2 separate regions of the Sus scrofa genome follow, and region 2 is linked to region 1. A link is a contact called in public targeted proximity ligation data. All regions are on one chromosome and are shown on one strand. The core of a region is the stretch at or near the end of the contact, and the rest is flanking DNA. Distances in the headings are between cores, read along the strand shown. Region 1 overlaps DPT (dermatopontin). Region 2 overlaps LOC106510109 (a long non-coding RNA gene).

What was found.
Region 2: a contact with region 1 is called in a targeted proximity ligation map of skeletal muscle, with 3 times the contacts expected there. A contact is called at or near these places in 3 of 47 Hi-C or Micro-C datasets (embryonic fibroblasts and heart right ventricle) and 1 of 2 datasets of targeted methods (skeletal muscle).

What each region holds. Positions count from the first base shown.
Region 1 is chr4:82,315,270-82,318,083 of Sscrofa11.1, reverse strand. All of the region lies in intron 3 of DPT (dermatopontin), which reads right to left. All of the region lies in intron 5 of LOC106510102, which reads left to right. Among named protein-coding and RNA genes, the nearest start is that of DPT, 29 kb to the right of the region's middle.
Region 2 is chr4:82,554,036-82,556,849 of Sscrofa11.1, reverse strand. All of the region lies in intron 4 of LOC106510109 (a long non-coding RNA gene), which reads left to right. Among named protein-coding and RNA genes, the nearest start is that of XCL1, 120 kb to the right of the region's middle.

The DNA of each region.
Region 1 (2,814 bases), core at 199-2,698:
TTTCCTCTCAGAAGACACCTCTACGAAGCCTCTAGAAAACCTACAGGTTATTGTCTGTGAGGTCAGGAGTCCTGGACACTTCCTTCTCCAGCCCAGGTTGCACCTTGGAGGGGTCTAAGTAGGTTGCCTGTGTGTGGAGGTCCTGTTCATCACCAGTGATCAGCTCACCACTGCTCTGCCCCAAAGGTACATCTTGGACATAGAGGTTTACAGCTTGGAATAAAAGTATTTATTTAATATGGTCTCCATTTTCATCCTAAAAAATCTTCATTTACATAGGCCATCCATCTGCTCATTCCTTCTTTTCCTAAATACTTATCATGTGTTAGGCTCCATGCTGTACCCTATGTGTTTCCTTTCAGAAAGCACTATTACAGGGAAATGAAGAGAGAGAAAACATCTAAAACCTGTGAAGTGAAAGAGAAAATGCCTGCCATTCTTAGATAACAGAAATTAAGTTGCATATTTGTTTAAATGATCAGGCAGGGGTATGAGAGGACATAGAACTGCTCGAGTTTGAAAAACGTGGTGTGAATACATTTCAAGGAATGTTCTTTGCTAAGAGCTAGCCTAAACTCTTTGTTCACCCATTTAACAAAAACTTATCAAAAGCCTAATCTGCACAGTGCTCTCTGGTCTAACATCTTTTAACAGTGATATTGGTGATGGTAATGATAACCGTAAGTACTTTTGCAGAGTCCTCCAACATATGCAGCATTGCACTAGGTGCTTTATCTAGTTTCTCATTTAACGCTCATGATAAGTCATTGCTTCGGTGAAGAAGCTGGCTCAGAGAAATGACCTTTATTAACCTAATTAGCTGACAATTTCAAGTTCCAAGTTGTTGAACTCAAATCTTGCTCTTTCTCTTAGACCAAAACACTTCCATAACTGGATGTCTATAATCCCATCGAGCACACGGCTGTCCCATTCTTAGCAAAGGTTTGATAAAGGGCAAAATTAAGAGTCATTCTATATACGATTTTGCAAATCATTCCAAAGCATAGTGAGGTTATTTAACCTTACAAAAGCCTTCTTCCTTTTCAATCTGTGAGTCCCCTTCACGGTTCAGTTTCTCTTAAACACTAACACTGACAAGATCTCTATCCAGCCTTGGATCTGGAAGGGAAACTGACCACTCTCTGTCCTAGGAGATAACTCTTGTCAGCAGCTATGGAACATGCTGCTCCAGCAGTATAAGACAACTTTAAATTTAGAGTCTGCTGCTCAAGGTTGCTTGTTTAGAGTGACTGGGCATAGGAGCTCCAGTACAAACCTTTGAGAGCCTGGATACCTGAATATTTGTTAGTATTTATTCCTGCCATTGTCAACAGAGGACATGACTTGTTTCAGAAGGAGGTCAGAAAACTGGTGGCGTGTATGTTTAACAAATGAATTTCATAACTGTAGACAAGTCTTATTTATCTCTGTGCCAACAGACACAAATAGATGAGCTCTTAAGCCAGGCATTCACACTACTCTTATAAGAGGTTGTTCACTAATGCAAAGCAAAATTTAGACTTGGTGGTAAAAACCAAGATACTCGAATGAGGCTTAGTTGCTGATTTCCCTCCAGAACAGAGGTTCTCAATCAGGGGAAATTTTATTCCTCAGGCTTTTGTTGTTGCTGCGGGCACAACTGTGGGTGAAGGGAAGTTGCTTCTGCCATCTCATGGGTAGGGGCTAGGATGCTGCTGCACACCTAGAATGTATAGGAAAGGCTCCTGCAACAAAGAATTGTCTGGCCCCAGATGTCAATAGTGCCCAAAGCGGGCAAATCCATTCCAGGAAGAAACCACTATGATTTGCATGTGGAAGAAAAGCTCCTGCCCAGTGAGTATTGCACTGACAATATTTCTCTAAAGCAGTGGCCGCAGCGTCTTTCAACAAAGTGGAAGAAATCCAAGTTGTGGTTCTTTAAGCCACTGATTATCAGTGACAGGAGCAAAATTGCATGGGTAATTTCATTTTAAACAAAGGCAAGTTATAATATCTCAGTTTTCCAAGATTCTAGGTTAAACCATGCAACTGAAAACTTTCATGCCAATAGCAATTGGATATTTTAACTGTCCGAATATATATATTTGGTATTAATTACCTTCTTAAACAGGAAATGCAGAACTAATTTTCTTGTTGACTTGGAGACAGCACTAAGAAAATTGAATACCCTGCTGTACTATTATCTGATGCTGCCCTTTGGGGCTATGCACTGCTGCTTAATGTCACTGGTCTTCCATGGTCTTTTGAGTTTTTAGGTTTTTTTTTTTTTTTTTTTTTTTTTTTTTTTGGTCAGATTTTATTTTATTTTATTTTTTAATTGTTATTTCCCCAATACATTTTTTTTTCTACTGTACAGCCTGGTGACCCAGCTACACATACATGTACACATTCTTTTTTCTCACATGATCATGCTTCATCATAAGTGACTAGACATAACTCCCAGTTCTATTCTTAAATATATTTTTGTGTGTGTCATGTCATTCAGCTATTCCTTCTCACTGGTGAAGTGAATATCATTTTAAGTTGTATCTTTCCTGTTATTTTTTTAATTTGCCACTTCTAGAAAATAATAACCAAGTTAGTTAGAAAATGTATCTAAAATATAAATAATTGGAGTTCCTGTTATGGCTCAGCAGAAATGAATCCTTGCTCAGTGGGTTAAGGATCGGCATTGCCATGAGCTGTGGTGTAGGTTGCAGACACGGCTTCGATCCTGCTGTGGCTGTGGTGTAGGCCGGAGGCACCACCCCTAGCCTGGGAACCTCCATATGCCATGGGTGCGGACCTAAAAGAAAGAAAAGAAAAAAAAGAAAA
Region 2 (2,814 bases), core at 215-2,714, 240 kb before region 1:
GGCTTTAAGAAGATTCTCAAATAATTCACCCCAATCTTGGGGCCTTAGCCAGGATGCCAGAGGGTTTTCTAGGATGTTTCTACATCTCTGGACCCAAAGGCAAAGAAATATCTCAAGCATCTAAATCAATGCTGGGACCAGGATATAAACCCACTCCTCCCCAATTCCATGCATGCTACTTGCTGAAAGGAAGAAGAAAGAAGAAAGCAAATTTACTTTTGAGGGCTCATGACTGCCCCCAGGGGTCCATCTGTGCAGAACATGCACGTCCACTAAGGCTTCATGGGTTGGCAAAGATTACATTAGGTCTAAGGCCTCCTTTTGTCTCCACGAAGTCCCTCTCCCAAGTCTCAAACCAAATGAAGAACTTACCCATTTCTAAAGATTTCTGGGACTGAAAGCTCCCTAATCCTTCCTTTTCTACATTTTCTATGTTGAATAAAAACTCTAAGAGAAGCTTCCATACTGAATTTTTGTATCCGCGGATCAATCTCAGAATCAAAACTCAGGCAATTGGAATGCCGAGTCTGCTGTAGGCACCCTGCATTTAGAAATCTGACATATGAGCTGTGGAGAGCTGATTCTCTCTGTTGCCACAGAAACCAAATTGAGCTGGATTTAGCATTAAATTACAGGGTACACACAGAGATGGAGTTAAACATTTGTCTACCACTGCTTTTTTTCTTTTCTTTTTCAAATTGAACCTTGCCAGTAAGTGGTAGCAACACCTGCAAAGCTAACTGTTGTGCCAAAGGAGTGGGGGTTCTGGGAGCTTCGTAAATGGCAAGGACCTTGATTTCTGCCAAAGGCAGGGTTACTGCCCCAAGCGTGTCCCTTCAAGGCTTTAGGTCCTGCCAGTTCAAAAGGAACATCTCAGGGAAGATGAGAAAGAATTATGGAGAGTCTAGAGCTATGGCTACTGATTCAGTTGCCACATTTGGCCTCTGAACACTTGAAATGTGGCTAGTTCAAATTAGGAAGTGTTATAAATGTGCAACACATGTCAGATTTCCAAGGCTCAGTATGATAAAAAGAATGTAAAATGCCTCATTCATTTTTAATGGTTATTACATGTTGAAAAGATAATATTCTGGAACTCTTGGCTTAAATACAATGTATTACTAAAATTACTTCCACCTGTTTCTTTTGACAACTTTTAATGTTTGCTACTAGAAAATTTAAAATTATGTATGTGGCTCATATTACATTTCTATGGGACAGTGCTGCTTCCAGGACTGTTGTAATGCTAAGTTGGTTTGCTATCAACCAAAGCTGCTTAATCTTGAGATACTTCAGATTCTTCATCTGCATGATGGCAGTTCTAATATCCTTTCTGGCTTCTTCGCAGGTTTACTATGAAGATTTAATTTGATGCTAGAGTGGATTCTGCAGCATACTGTTCAGATACCCCTTTTAGTGTCAAGGTACTTATCCCCCCAGCTGCCAGAATGTTGGCTGCTGGTGACTCATAGCTGAATCCTTCTGGAATTGCTTGCAGCTGTTCTTTCAGATAGCTCTGTAGAATGCAAGTGGTTCATACAGAATCAAGCAAGGCAGGGTTAGAGATCACAAAGAAGCTGCATGAGCAAATGCTTCAGACCCCCATATCACCACTGCCATTGCCTCTCCATCAGCTGACCCCTATGCCTATGGCTGCAATGGAGCCTCCGTTATCAACTACATTTGGAGGAGAAACGCTCATGTTTGCATCACAGATGTGTTGGCTTTATATGGGGGTGAAGGCTGAAAGTGGACGGCTGTGAACTACAGCCCCACTTGCCAGTAGTCCATAAAGACAGATGAGAGGAAATCCTCTTAATAGGCAGTTGCAGTGGAGGTCCTAGTCATCCATTCTGTGTGGAAATAGAAGTGGACCAAAGTAATAATAAGACTCTTGAGGAATAGTGAATCGTTTTGCTCTTGGTCAGGGGACTGGAGAGAAAAGACTGGAAGATTGAGGGCATGGGAGGCTGGGGAAGAGGTGTGTAATGGGCTTCCAGCAGTGAGCATAAAGAGCAAGGATCTTTGCATTGCCTATTAATACCACTGGGGAGCAGTCATGGTGGGAGAGGCACTAAATAACTAAGTAGATGAAATGACTCGGCCACTTGACATCAGCCAGCCTCTGTCATCAGCCACCTTAGTGTTTGAGCAACAGGTAGTAGTCCCATGGTGGCAGGGCTCAAGGAAGTCCATGTGGTGTACACTCTAAATACACAATCACTGTAGGACACTGTGACCCCAAAAGATAGCATTTATGGATCCAGGAACCCAAAGTGAAAGTAGGAGTGGTCCTGCTTACTGTCCCTCCCAGTGACTCAACTGTGGGATTGGTGACAGCTGCAGACTCTGTGGGCCTAACGGTGCTGTTTTCCAGAAGGAGAATGCTTTCATCAGAATATACAATAAGTGCCTATTATACTTTAAGCTGTCATTGCCATCTGGTCTCTTCTGGCTCCTTGTACCAAGGGATGAGCAGGCAAGGAAAGACGTCATGACCCTGGAAGGAGTCACTGACCCTGGTAATCAGGAGGAAGCCATGCTCTTGTTATATAAAGGGGTAGCAAAGAATATGTCTGGCATCCACTTGTTCTAATGGGGCATCTCCTGGCACTCCTCTGCCCCATATGAGATAAATGGAAAAGGTCAACAGTCATGCCCAGAGAGAGGTGTGGTGATCAGGGCCTTGATCTCTTCAGGGATGAGTGTCTGGGTCACCCAACCAGGTAAGATACCTAGAACCACAAAGATGATGGCCAGGGGTGAGAGGAATCCAGAATGGATGAGAGAGGAGGGAGATGTGAAAATCACTTG